2 separate regions of the Rattus norvegicus genome follow, and region 2 is linked to region 1. The links are chromatin contacts, called in public Hi-C maps. All regions are on one chromosome and are shown on one strand. The core of a region is the stretch at or near the end of the contact, and the rest is flanking DNA. Distances in the headings are between cores, read along the strand shown.

What was found. Hi-C and Micro-C count contacts between places; a contact is called where the count stands out from the background.
Region 2: a Hi-C map of mammary epithelial cells shows a contact between it and region 1, with 1.9 times the contacts expected there. The contact joins the enhancer-like site here to the promoter of Sema5a in region 1. A contact is called at or near these places in 2 of 12 Hi-C or Micro-C datasets (frontal cortex and mammary epithelial cells).

What each region holds. Positions count from the first base shown.
Region 1 is chr2:85,019,030-85,025,699 of GRCr8, forward strand. It overlaps Sema5a (semaphorin 5A), which reads left to right and starts at 1,695. Exons shown (of 23, transcript NM_001107659.2): 1 at 1,695-2,183. It overlaps LOC134485782, which reads right to left. Exons shown (of 5, transcript XM_063282796.1): 2 at 3,008-3,156; 3 at 2,768-2,946; 4 at 1,274-2,673. The coding sequence ends at 1,981. It overlaps LOC100909539 (a long non-coding RNA gene), which reads right to left and starts at 1,540. Exons shown (of 2, transcript NR_110701.1): 1 at 1,274-1,540.
Region 2 is chr2:85,377,605-85,384,594 of GRCr8, forward strand. It overlaps Sema5a (semaphorin 5A), which reads left to right. Exons shown (of 23, transcript NM_001107659.2): 14 at 6,351-6,532. Among named protein-coding and RNA genes, the nearest start is that of Sema5a, 360 kb to the left of the region's middle. Within about 2 kb of position 5,552, at least 14 of the 93 cell types and tissues checked have an H3K27ac peak or open chromatin away from gene starts, as enhancers often do.

The DNA.
Region 1 (6,670 bases), core at 445-2,944:
TTGAGTCTTAATTTGCCTTTCTTCACCCCATCAGGCTCCAGCTATCCACCTTAAGGCAAAAGAGTTCAAGTGTAAGGCTGAGGTCTTCCACTGCCAGCCCCTAGAAGGCCTCCTTCTCCCAAGAGCCTCTCAGGCTGCTGTGCCACGTAGGCAAGAGAAGGGGAATGTTGGGAATGGCGCCAGTTCCCACCCACTTCTGAAGCAGCAGGAGAAGCACAGGAAGCCTATTACGGTTTCCCTTCAAGATTTGGAAGCCAGAAGCTGCCACCCCAGACCTGGAAGCCAGCCAAACAACCGTAGTAGATGCTTCCCAAGGAAGGCATCTGGGTTGGAGCCTTACCTACCACGCTCCACACTTCTAGACACAGCACCCTCACAGGTTGACATGGTTTCACTTAATTCTTTCATTTGAAAGGTGACAGACACAACAAGATCGTGGCAATTTGAGCTTCTATCCACCTCCTTTTGAATCTATGGTCCTGGAAGAGCTGTGATACATTCCAGTTATTATCTGGTCTCTGTTTAGCACTATAGAACATTCAAAGATGCCCTGAACTGTCACCAGCTCCCCTGTCCCTGACCTGAGCGCATTTGCAAGCTGCCAATACCAGGATGTGAATGTGACAAACAGAGACATCTTTAGGTCCTGCAGCTAAGAGGGTCATTGATGAAGTTCCTTGTGCAAAAGTATCCCGAAGCCACCAACAAGGCCCGACATGAGGGAAAAACATGGAGGGAAGGGGATCCCGCATGGCTATAGGGGCAGGGACCCACCTTTTCTGTCTTTCTTTATCCTGTAACTCTCCCTCTTAGCAACCCTGTATGTTGTTTAGAACTTGGTGAGTTGATCACTTCCTTAGAAGGAGAACTGAACAACGTGTCAATAAAACTGCCTTTCCAAGGCATTTACTTTGCGTTCCAAGATAAACTTCTTGTCCAGATGCTCACTCAGTAAAGTCCCAAGGTACTTGCAGAGGTGCCAATTAGCCTAGCTGGGTCTGTCCATGAGAGAACCCTCTTCTAATGCCCATTAGGGCTACCTGGGAACCTCCTACTCTGTTTCCTTGAATGGCAGATTTATTCATTTGTCTGATCTATTCTTTTCAAGAACTAGCTGAGCGCCTTTCTAGGCCCAACTCGCCTGTAAGAATCCGCGGCGACCCCCTCACCACCCCCAACACTCACCCCAGTCTTCTTAAGATGACACAGAAGAACTGAATCTTAAACTCCCACCTTCTTCCCACCCGCGGTCCGCCGAGGGGCAAGCACATACCTGGAGCCTAGGCCGGTCTAGCAGACGCCACGTCTCTGGTTTGGGTAGATCTGCCTCTAGCCCTTTATACAGCCCATCCTGCAAAGTAGCCACGTCGGAGCCACCGGACAGGGGGCGGGTAGCCAAAGAAGGTCTCTTTCAAGCGAGGAAGGGAGTCCGTAAAAACTCACCACTTGGGTGAACTTGCACTCGGGAGGCACAGATAGGACTCTTGGGGTGTGGAGAGAGCCCCCGGGGGTGTGTTTGGGGGTCCCATCTCGGGAAGAGGCGGAGCCAGAGGAGGGGCTAGGAAGGTCAGGAGCGGGTGGGGCGCCTAGTTTGCACGCGGGAGGGACGGAGTAGGGGAGGTGGGGCGGAGGGGGCGGGGCGGGGGCGGGGCGAGGCGGCCCTGTGTTCCCCGCCCCGAGCTCTGGGCCGGCTCACCCAGCTCTGGTCTACTCGCTAGGAAGGCGGCGTCGGCAGCGGCTGCTCACGTTGTGCCCAATCCCGCGCGCGCTGCGCTCCCGCCGCGGGTGGGCTCCTCAGCCTTTGGCTGGAGGTGGCCCCAGCCTTGCGGCGGCATCTGTATCCCACCTTCCCACTGCGGGGAGGTCCCGGCACGTGCAATCCTTCTTTGGGGTGTTCTGGTTCGCACGCGCGGACCTAAACAGAGGGTACCCAACTTTGCCATCTCACCGGTTGCCCTCTCTCGGCGCGAGCCTGTTCACTCAGCTGCACAACTGGAGACTCCAGCAGGCGAGCTGGTCCCCAGCCTGGCGCGCTGCGAGTGGAGGATAGCTCTGGAGAAGTGGCCGGGTGTAGTGGTTGTTGCTGCCTCGACTTTCCTCCTGGCGCACTGAAGAGGACCCTGGGAGCAGCTCCGGGCCCCGGGGCGCTGGATGACTAGTAGGAGGAACGCGCCCCGCATCTGGTGAGCTCGCTCCCCCGCAGAGTCCCTGGGTTTCATAGCTGAGACCTTGTGCGTGTGGACCCGGGGCAGCGTTGGTCCATCTGTGGTTGGTGTAGGTTTCAGATAGGGTCACTCTGCAGACACCTGGGTGGGGACAACCTGGCAGAGGCGCGTGCAGGAATAGGACTACGCTCAAAGCGGGGGCGGTCGCAGTGGAGATAGTGCACCGGCTGGAAGTTTGTGTCCTAGCCTTTCCCTGGATCCGAGCGCGGATTGGGAAGGTCCCGGTGTGCAACCAGCCAGTGGGCAAGCCTGCACCTCGGCCAGCACACTTCAGGTACGCCTGGAGATCTGTGCTCGTACTTTGCGCGAGGCCAGGCTCACTTGGTGGGATCTGGAACCGGGTTTGGTGGTTAGAATCGCCTACCTTCCTGCCCGGTGGACTAGGGGACGTGTTCCTGTTCTCTGTACAGGGATTTGCGATGCTCGTGAGAATCTGAGGGTAGTGGGACTAGGGCTCAACTTCGCCAGGGTATTTTGCTGAGGAAAGCTAAGGCAGAGGTGGCGAAGCTTGGGAACTCATCAGTAGGGTAAGCTTCACTCACGGATCCCCTGTCTGCTAGCAGCCCCGCCGCATGCGTTGCATACCGGGGCTCACGGTCTGAGGCCAGGCGAAGATCCGTGCTCAGGATGTTCCAAGGAACTGTTGGCGAGGAGTGATCCCCGGCGATCGTCCCTGGTACTGGGCCCAGCGCAGTTAGGTCCCGGCCCCGGCCCTGGTCCCCTCACCCCGGGCCCCGGGCTTTGGCGGGAAGCTCTTTCACCTCTTTTTTTGTTGTTTGTACCTGGATGCGGTTGCCTGGAGTTGGATTTTAACTTTCCGGCGCCTGCGGCATCTCGGAGATCCCCGGCAGGGGGCGCCAAGAGCGAGCTTTCGGAGAGGATGCCACAGAGCCTGTTGGTGTTTTTGTCCTGGGCAAGTGGGTCAGGGGTCCTAGGCAGCAGTTAAAACATAGATATTGCTGTGATTTCACCTCAAAGGGAAAAGAGTTGAGAGAAGTATTCTCTTTACCCTGGAGAGCTTTTAGTCTGGTTAAGCGACGGAAAAGTTGGATGGAAGCTGACTATCTGGAAAGGTCTCTTCCTAAAACAAATTTCTACAAACTCCTCAAGGTACACATCTTTCTCCTTTGACAATTGGACTTAACAAGAAGGCAACTGAAACTGCGCGAAGGTATAAGAGTTATGTATAATAGAGAGAGGAGGTCCTGTTCCTGAGGAGCACATTGGCTAAAACACTGGGTGTTAAAATTATTGCAGTTTATTTATATTTTTAAAAATAGCTGTGTGTCCAGGCTTATCAGGAAGAGCCCTGCTTTTGAAGAGCAGATTGTTATTAATTACAGAATTCGTCCTTTATAAGAAGACACAGAAAGACAAAACTAGCCCTTAATAGGAAAAGTTTTTAATACCCAATTAGGGTCGTTGAATTAATCGCTGATTAATGTCGAGTTTCATGTTTTGCGCAAGGGAGAAGCTCCTCCCTTGGAGTAAAAAGTTCACAGTTCCACTTCAGGTTCTAAGCAGACACCTTCTGTTGTAGATCATTGAAACAACTTTTCTTTTCTGTGTTTACTCCAAGAGAAGTGTGCGTTTCTTTCTGCCCACTCACATTTCTTCTGCCTGCTTGATTTACATGAAAAAGCAGTTCTAAATGTAGTTGTTTGGAGCATAGACTTCCTTTGCCATGAGTTTGTTTATTGTAAAAAACGTTTGAGACTGTGGCTCACCCAAGATGCTGCCTGTAGTCAGAGTGTGTGCCCATTCAACTGTGAGGTGGTATCCACTTTTGTGTCTGTAGTCAATACATACTTTTCCTCACGTGGGGAATGAATGATGCTCATCATGTTATTTAAGACGCTGCTAACTCATTTGGTTGTCTTAATGGCCAGCAGCTGCAGGATCCCTGCTGAGAGCAAAGACTTTGGTCTTGTGGGTAGGGAAGCCTGTCTTTGACCAGAGGAAGTATTTAAGGTGTTCCGAATTTGCTGAAAATAAGCTGGTATTTATCCCTCCATGTGTCTATCTCAAGTGACATCCTAGTCATGTCTGCAGAGAATGAAAGAGAGAAATGGAAAAGCACAGAATAAAATTAGTTGGCAACAATACAATATGTTCCTGCAAGTTTACCCACGAACCTAGGTTTCTTGGACCACTGGAAGACCTTGTAGCTACTGGCTTCTCACAGGAAAACCTTCTCTGTCCTCATTTTAGCCTCTTGCTAGGGGATAGTTGTTAATACCAACAAGCATTTCTCTGTGTTGTATGCTTCTTGCTCAAAATAGATGTCAGTTTCTTGGGGGCCATATCAACTACTGTTCATGCCGGAGAGAGCTACCTAGCTGAACCATTGCATAGTTCCAATTAACTGGATAATGATTTTTATCATTAATAAAATGATAAATGTCCTTTTTTTTCATAAAATCACTGAATCAGAGGGTTTCCAATGACAAAATACAGGAAGGTGGAGGAGGAATGGGCAAGGCTTTGCTAAGAGTCCAGCCAAGGACATCAGACATTCTGTTGGATAAAAGAGTGAACATGGACTCCAGTGTTTGCAAATCAGAACCTCACCCTAAAGAAGAGGCTTGTGTTTCAGATTATGCCATGTGCAGTACAGAACAAATCCATTCTTTCGCATTAAATCCTAGCCAAGTAACTAATTTTTTTAAAATGTAGAATTGTACAACCATTGGAGAAAACCATTTCTCCCTATAAATTCACTATAATTCTTGAATCTAAAATTATACCAAATTAGTATTATAAAATGTATCTGAAATTGTTGCTATAGTTACCCAGACAAATTGCTTAGGATATAATTATAATACCAAGGTGACAGATTTTTGTGTTTAATGTTCAATAATGCTTGAAACATAAATTACAGTGTCTAACAAATTGAATTACAATGAAGTATGCAACAAAGCAGCCTCTACCTTTCTGCCCACCCTCACTTGCATGCAGATCTGTGTTTATATTCTGCAAAGTTAACTTTGCATCATCCCCAGATGAGCATGTGTATATGGAGATATTCAAAGATGCTCCTTGACAACTTTCTAAATTAAGATGTAAACGACTAGTTGAAAATTACTATTTTTTTTAAAAAAAACCTCTACTACACTGAAGCCATAATCTGACATAGATAGTGTGCTCTGCTGTTTGTAGTTCCCGTAAATTAGAATAAGAGCATCATGGAGAAAGGTATAAGGAATGAACACCAGCTCTTTGGGTAACAGTTTGAAGATGGAGCTGGTATACTTATAAATAGGTTTATTTTTAGGTATTTACATAAATTGCATGTGTGTGTGTGTGTGTGTGTGTGTGTGTGTGTGTGTGTGTGTGTGTGTGTGTTGTACATGACCCAATGCCCCTGTGAGGGTCACATGGTAGCGTGTGTGTCTGTCCTTCCAACATGTATTTGAGAGCCAAATTTGGGTCATTAGGTTTGGTCGCAAGTGCTTTACCAACTTTATCATCCTACTTTAGGGTACTGGTGATCCAAGTACACAAAATCTGTTTTTCATAGTAAGAAAAGAGAGGAAAGAAAACTAATCTTAGGATACATTCAAAGTGTGTGCTCTCGGTAAGTCTGTCCAAAATGCTCTTTGGTTCACAGTTTAAACAAGCTGGAGCACAACAAACCAAAAGCTTGATCCAAGAGAAGATATTGAGTCCTGAGTAATTTATTTTAGCGCACTGATATCTAGGGTCAATGCTTCAGGGAACTCAAGCAGTCATTGGAACACTGCCCAAAGTATGGTTGTCATATTCTCTTTTCTTCTTCCTTGGTCCAAAATTTATGGTTGTTTGATAAGAGCAAAGATGTGTGCGCTTTATTCCCATTCCCGAGTTCTCCAATGTTTTCAAACATGCTCAGCATTGAACACGGGAGAGTCACTCACTCAGTCACCGCTCTTTCTTTGTGTGTTTTGGGATTGGCTTTCTGATTAACAATGAATAAGAAACTATTTCAAAAGAAAACACCTTTGTTAAGAACGAGTTTCCTTTATATTTGGCTGTAAGCCCACCTGGTTTTTATCTCCCAGTCTTTTCATTCCTTTCCGTTTTGTCTCTGCATTTCTGCGGAATTGGCTGACCTGGAGTTCAAGCTGAGGGACGAGGAAGCCTACAGCGGAACAGTTTTACTTTACGTTACATTTTTATGTACATTTTGAGAGTAAATCCCATTACTGCACTGGGTAATTCAATTACAGATATATATGATAAATAACCAGCCAAGTGATACTATCAGCAGCTGGCACTATTGGAGAAATAATACTGTATTTGCTGAGATGTAAGATTAGAAAAAAAAAGTTGTATGCAGGTGACAGCCAGAGTTGTACAAGGACAACTTGGTCACAGGCGGTGGAGTCCCAAACTCATTTAGTTCACATTCACTCAGTGTCTGGCAATGATGTGTCGTTCACCCGTGGAAAGAAAAACAGTCAGAG
Region 2 (6,990 bases), core at 4,302-6,801, 360 kb after region 1:
AGAACCACATTGTTGAAAGGAAGCTGAGAGTGATTCACAGACTCCTGAGTCACCTTGTTTGCGCTGATCCTTGGCTATGACTTGGGATGTGGTGAGGATTCAAGGAGGTGACACACTGAATCCTCCCACGGTTGTCATGCACTGCTGATGTGCAGTACATGCTTTACTCTGGTTTTGTATTTACTGGTATAAAGCACATGCTTCAAGAAGAAAGTCACTTGAGATAAACCTGGAGAGAACTTGAGACAGTTCATTCTAAAGTGCTTTCTTTCGTTTCCTTTTCCCCAGTACTGAGATAGGCCTCAGAGCTTGTCTGTGCTAGCCAAGAATCTGCTTACTGTGCCAATGGCCAGCACATACGCCCTTATTTCTGTTATCCTGTCAAGGAAAGTTATGAGAATTTTAAAATATCCAAATTTCCAAATTGAAAGCACGGGATGCACACCATATTCCCAGTCGCATTTTGTAGACCAATCTTCAATCTAAGACATACAGCACCCAACCAGACTTGAAGCTGAGTAACCATTCGGGGAGGTGGCTGCTCACTAGCGTGCTTCCCTGAGGCTTACAAGTTCTTCTGGCTCCAGGATGTAACATAACAAACCTCCACAAGACTGGAAAATGCACCTTCTCCTATCTGCAGCTTCCTCACTGCCAGACAGGGTTGAAGCTACCGTCTTTCCTTGTAAATTAACCAGTCGCCACATTCCTATCCTGTGAAGGTTCCAAGCAGTGGCTGCCCAATGGCACCCCTACCCCTTCCACTGGTTTATGAAAATAACTACTGTGGGTTTTATTTCCTGTCTCACATGTTGAATAACCCCTCCTGTTTTCTGTGCCATTGTTATTCACTCATCTTTCCTTTGGATGTATATTTAGAAGGGGAAATCTAAAAGCGTCTCTCTGCCTAAAACCCCCACGCCAAGCCAAACCCACAGAAAGAACAGAGACTGGCAAGGGTGGTGAATCTCAATAGGAAAGGAGGAGGATGGTTGCCACAGACAACTAGGGACACGTTACCTAGGGACACGTTAGGATGTCATAAAAGGTGAATGTTACATTACATTCTATTTTCACATGCCGGTGCTCAAACCATGAGGGACTTAAAAAGAAGAAACACTTTTCTCTCTCAGCTGGAGGAAGTTAATTTTTATAGACGCCCCTTACACACTTATTAGGTCCCATGTTTATCGTAAGATCAAGCACTGACCAAAGTCACCAGGAGTCCATGAGTCTCATTTACCTTTTCACTGCTGTGACAGAACTGTGAAAGCAATCTTTAAAGGCAACAAATTTATTGAGTTCCATGGTTTCAGTCCACTGTCACTAGCATCCATTTATTCTGGGCCTGAGGCCAGGCTAACCATGATGGCAGGAAGTGTTGCAGTTTAATTAAAATTGGGTACTACCGGTCCCCACAAGTCTCCACTCCAACCTGGGCCTCTGGTACTCTCGGACCTGGACGGTTGCTTCCTGGAGTTAGTTCTGGCACCATAGGGCCATACAGAACTAACCTTAATGTATCTCAGTGGTGACTGGTTCAAGTGTAGCACCACACCATGTTAGCCTAGCTATCTTCTGGCCCCAGGGTCTCTCCGTTCTCATTGCTAGTCACCCTGGCCAACTCTGGCCAGCTGGGAACTCTAGTCCCAGCTACCCGGTAATATCAAGACTCAACAAACTGTAACCCAACAAACAGATTTATATGTTAAATACTCATACAGTACATCCACACAATAAGCTTACAACCAATTGATAAGGATATAAACCACCCACCTAGATAAGATAAATTTGTCTACAGAAATCCATCCAGGCTACCTTGGCAATTCAGGACCACCTGGATCTGGATCATCTTTCTCAGTCTCCATTTTGATTCTCCCCACTTCTCCTCTCCCTCCCTACAAAAATTTTGTCCCCGCCTTATTCTTTTACTGTCCAATCACGGCCTTGATCGAACTTGTGCCAACCCTCACCTGCATAATGTCATCAACCTACTAGAAGCATATGGCAATGATCAAAGATGCTAACCTCCTGGTCGTCAGCACAGAAAGAAGACAGGGGTCCAGGGGTAAGAGCATATCCTGTGACCTACTGAATGTAGCCAAAATAACAAATTCTCCAAGAAATAAGGTAGCTGTGGCCTGTCTAGCAGTGAGGAAACTGCATATAGGAAACGCAGCATCTTTAATAGGCCTTACTTAGAGCCCATTGAATGCTAAACTTGACGTAGTAAATCAATTGGTAATGGTACTGTCCTCATAAGCCATTCACTTCTGAATCCTGCTCCATCTAGGAACCAAGTTTTTAACATATGCATGTTTGGAATATTTATATTCAAACTATGCCTGCCTTAGACAGGCTAGGACCCACTATTAACCTTGGCCTTAAGTGCAAACTTCTGCTCTGGATAATTCTGGGAGATCATTGGTATAAAGACTCTCAAACCCTTCCTATGCAGAGTATTTCTTTCGTAAAAAAAATTTGCCTACTCCGGCATTCTTATCCAAGCCTCCCTGGATTACAAAGCTGACAATTTCATATTCCCTACAGAGCAATTAATTCATTCCAAAGAACCACATGGACTAGCCTTGTGGGTGATTTTTTTCCATTTTCTTTTCTTCGTCACTGTGACACTGTATTTCTTCTTGGCCTTATAACATTGGATTTTGCTGTGTAGCATGTAGATAAATACATGTCCAAGTCATTCCTCTGCTTAGCTCCTTTGTATTCTCATGGAGACAAACAATGCTGATGAACTTGAAGAGAATATTCTTTGCCCCAAGTCTTCTAATTTTCCTCTAATCATTTATCTTTTGTTCTCAAAGTTCTTATTAGTATTTAGAGGGCCCAGAAACCTTTAGAAAAAATAAATTGTCCTTACCCTACACTATCCTTTCCTCCTTCTCTGAGAAACTGGATGTATACAAGTGGCACATCGTATCCAGGAACTCAGTTTCCCCACCACTCCACTTACCAAGGCTGTCTGTCCTTGGTCAGGTCAGTTCAGTCTGCCCCTCCCACCTGTCCTGGATTCAGCTGATGACTGTCTTGGTATGTCATGACATACCTGAGAGAGTCTGAGGTGTATTTTCCCTTGCCCTCCTTCAGTTAAAGACTACGTTTCTGCCAGGGCTCCATGATGAGGGGACTCAGGCTATACACGGCAGTGACTGTCTGGCTCTGACTCTCATCAGGCTCCAGCAGTCCTACCAACTTTCCCACCTGCCAACTTAGGATGGCTGAAGCTCCTTGCACAGATGGCTCCTGGGTTCCACAGCATCTCCAGATCTTTTCCTAATGTTCTCCTGTCTCATAGACTCCATGCATAAACCCTACAAACCGCCATTTTGCCTCCTGACAGGACCATGCCAAACTCACACATGTATTCTTCAGTGTGATGTCCCACCTACCATAGTTACATTACTTTCTGTAGTTTTTGTAGGCTTGCTTTTTCCTAAACTAGAAGTAATGCTCTAGAGGCCTCTACTTCCTTCTCTAACAACAGAACTAGTTTGAGTCTAATAAACAGAAAAATTGGTCGGTCCACAGCAAGAGTCATTTTATGTAAAACGTTATCATTGAGGTAATTTGTTAAACAGCCGGAATGTCAATTCTCTGTACATTAGTGTCTGAAGTTCTTTAACTTATCTTGACTTACACATTTTCCCAATTTAGATTTCTGCATCAGATTTGAAGAGCTGTGACACATTGTTTTCATATGTGGCTGGTCTGCCTAGGAGGGCCTAGCACCAATCTGTCATGCACAGAGCAGCTGTACCACCACCACTACCACCAGGCAACATGCAGCTCTGAGCTCTATAGTCCTTTCTTTGCTAGTTTATCTGCTCACTAAAAGCTCAGTCAGCTGTCTGTTTCATTCCTGAACAATGCCAGCCAATGGTATAAACATGCCCTTGATTTTTAAAATTATACAGTACTTCCAATGTGAAAATACCCATCTTCATCTTCTCATCTATAGTAAGAGTTTTTGTCCCATATTCCTCTTTCCAGAAAAATGCCTCTGGTGAGGTCTGTGGACACTTGAGCAGTTTCTTGCCGTCCATATCTAATCTGCTTTGGGACACTCACAAGAATGCCATTACAGAAGTGTGTATCTCTCATCTGTGAAACCAGAATGGAAGCAACATCCTACCTGATGATGTGTCTGTTACTCAGGGCAGCCTTGGGCTGTCTGCTTGCCAAGCGCAGGTGTACCATTTCCTATAGCCCCCAGCACAGCTCATAGGTTGATATTTCTTATCATTTCTCATTTCCCTTGATGGATTTCCCACCCTAGGTAGTCATGCAGAAGAGTCAGTGAGAGTCTTATCCCTGGTCAGAACCCTGGGGCACAGAGGTGGAGAACTGACTCTACAGGTTTTCAGAGCAGCTCCTCCCTGTCTCAAACAGTCAACACCTTCTATAGAGAGCAGCAATGGTGCTCAGGATAGTATGGGCTGTGTACATGGATAAGTTATGATTCCCCATGCTTAATTCTCTGAACAAAAGACATGGGCTTTTTACATTGAAAACAAAGGTAACACTGTTTATGTCGCAGGCAAGGGTCTGGGTATGATTATTAACATAGACCTAGTTAAGTAATGGGTAGATGCACAAAGGAGATTGGAGCATCAATGTGAAAAATATCCAAAGTAGGAACTTTACTGATTTAACCAGACAGTCTGTCAACTCAGAAGCTTGTATTATCTTGTGGTGCAAGGTGTGTTACTCCTTAGAAGCATATGGATTCCAGGGAACCTAGGGTCTGAGCAGAAGCTGTGGCCAGAAGTGTCATTTATGGGGACCTTGGGAGACAAGAAAGCTTCCTCTTGGGAAATGTTCCTTTGCTTGTCCACTTGTGTTCTTGCTTACTTTCAGATAGGGCAGGCCAAGATCCTCCTTGTGGGTACAGTTTATATAGAAATAAGAGTGATTGGTAGGAGGGTTCAGTTCCATCCACCTGAGGAAATAAATGTTGACAGGGAAAGAGAAGGAATAGGGAATCACACTGTAGAGCCATATCTGCACCATGGATGGTAGAGAAAACCACATTAATGTGTAAACATTTCCCATTGTACTTAAAGAAATCATGGACCAAAACTACTGGTGCTTCTGTGGCTGGTGCCTTTCACATGCTGGCTGGCTGAAGAGACAGTCGGGAGCCAGAGAATGAGGAAAGAAAATACAGTTCTCATCAAGTCTTCCTTGCACTGCCTAAGACTCACCTGCCTTTGAATTAAAATGAAGAGGCTGGGACTTTGGTCCTCTCTGGTCCCTTTTGAAAGGAGGCCTTGACAGGGAAATTAACCTTTGAACCCAGGAGTATCTCTTTTCCATACATTTTCTATTACATGTGTCAGAAAGCTGCTCACTCTTCAGTGTTCAAGAACTGATGTCCCAACCACACTCAAACCCATAACAAAGCATTCTGCCTACAGTGACCTGCAGGAGTCTCTGAGCTCTGCCCTCAGGTCTCTCTTGGTGTCCCTGCCTTGCTTTCCTTCTTCCAAACCCAATGACAATAAAGCATCTGTCAGTGGCTCTCACTGACAGGGAACAGCCCAGCCATGTGACCCTCCCACACATTTATTCCTCTGTCATCACCCAAGCTGTCTGTGGCATCAAGCACCCCATCCAGCTGCTTTACAGGTTCCTTCCCTTTCTGTACAACTCAGCACAAGAACCCCACAAGCAGCATCCTACCCATCCTCAGCAGCAGCCCTGCGCAATGCACTTAGTAGCTATTACATAGAGTCATAAGCAGGTGCCAAGCACTTCCTGGCCAGCATACAAACCTCTGAGTGGTGCTTACACTATAGCTTTGGCAAGATCACTGCAGTGATCTCATTGCTCATGGGGACACTGAGATGTGCTTTGGCATCAAACATTGTCACTTGGAGGTAACATGTGAGCCCAGCCTGGATTAATCTTTCATGAGCTTTAGTTGTTTGAAGGTGTATAAAGCCATGCATCAATGTGTATATCTGTGGATTTTTCTTGTTCCTTGGGTTACCCATATTCAAATGGGTAGTTCTACCAAAACCTCATTCCTGAGTCGCGAACCTTTACTCTTCCCCTTCCTCTTCTTCTGCCCTCTTGCTCTTCCTCTCCCTCTGCTCCTTATTCCTTCCTCCTTTTGCTTCTTTTCATCCCCACTCCCTCTTTTCTCTTTATCTCTAGAATTGACCCGTGCTGTATAACTTTGAAATCTTCCCATACACACTGCCAACTTTAATTTTTTTTTTAAATTTTAAAATAGTTGTGCTTGCCACTTGAGAGACCTTTTTGGTTTTGTGTCTTGTGTTTCTGCTTTACCTTTTCTGACACCAATGCTTGCATTTGCTTTCCAGACCAGAAATCTCACCGTAGATGGGAGCTTTGGCCCGTGGTCTCCATGGACACCCTGTACTCACACTGATGGCACTGCTGTGGGATCCTGCCTCTGCCGGTCCCGATCCTGTGACAGCCCAGCTCCACAGTGTGGCGGCTGGCAGTGTGAGGGCCCTAGAATGGAGATCACCAACTGTTCCAGGTATGTGCCTCAGATCATTCAAATGCACCGTCTCATTTTATCTCAGATTGTGGAGGTATCTGGGCAGTCATTTTTAACACAGCCCATGCTTTAGTAGATGAAGGTGGCCAAAAAAAGGGGAATGCCCATCACTTAGCGATTACATCATTTGTGGGGAAATTTTCAACCCGTAGGTTAAGTTGTGAATTTTAACTGTTTATAAGCTCATCATTGGATAGGAAAATATTATGAATTTACTTGAGATAATTGTCTTCTTTGATGGAAATATCCATTACTTAACCTCTTCCTGAAATATGTGACAGGTGATCCCCACTTGTAGAGCATGAAGCAATAGCTGGAATGAATCTTTCTCTCTATGCCGTGATAGATCAGAACTCAGCATACCCCAGCTCTCTGACCTCAGACTGTTAGAAACTAGGGCAGTCCAGATGCTGTGATCCACTGGGGTCATCTGAGTT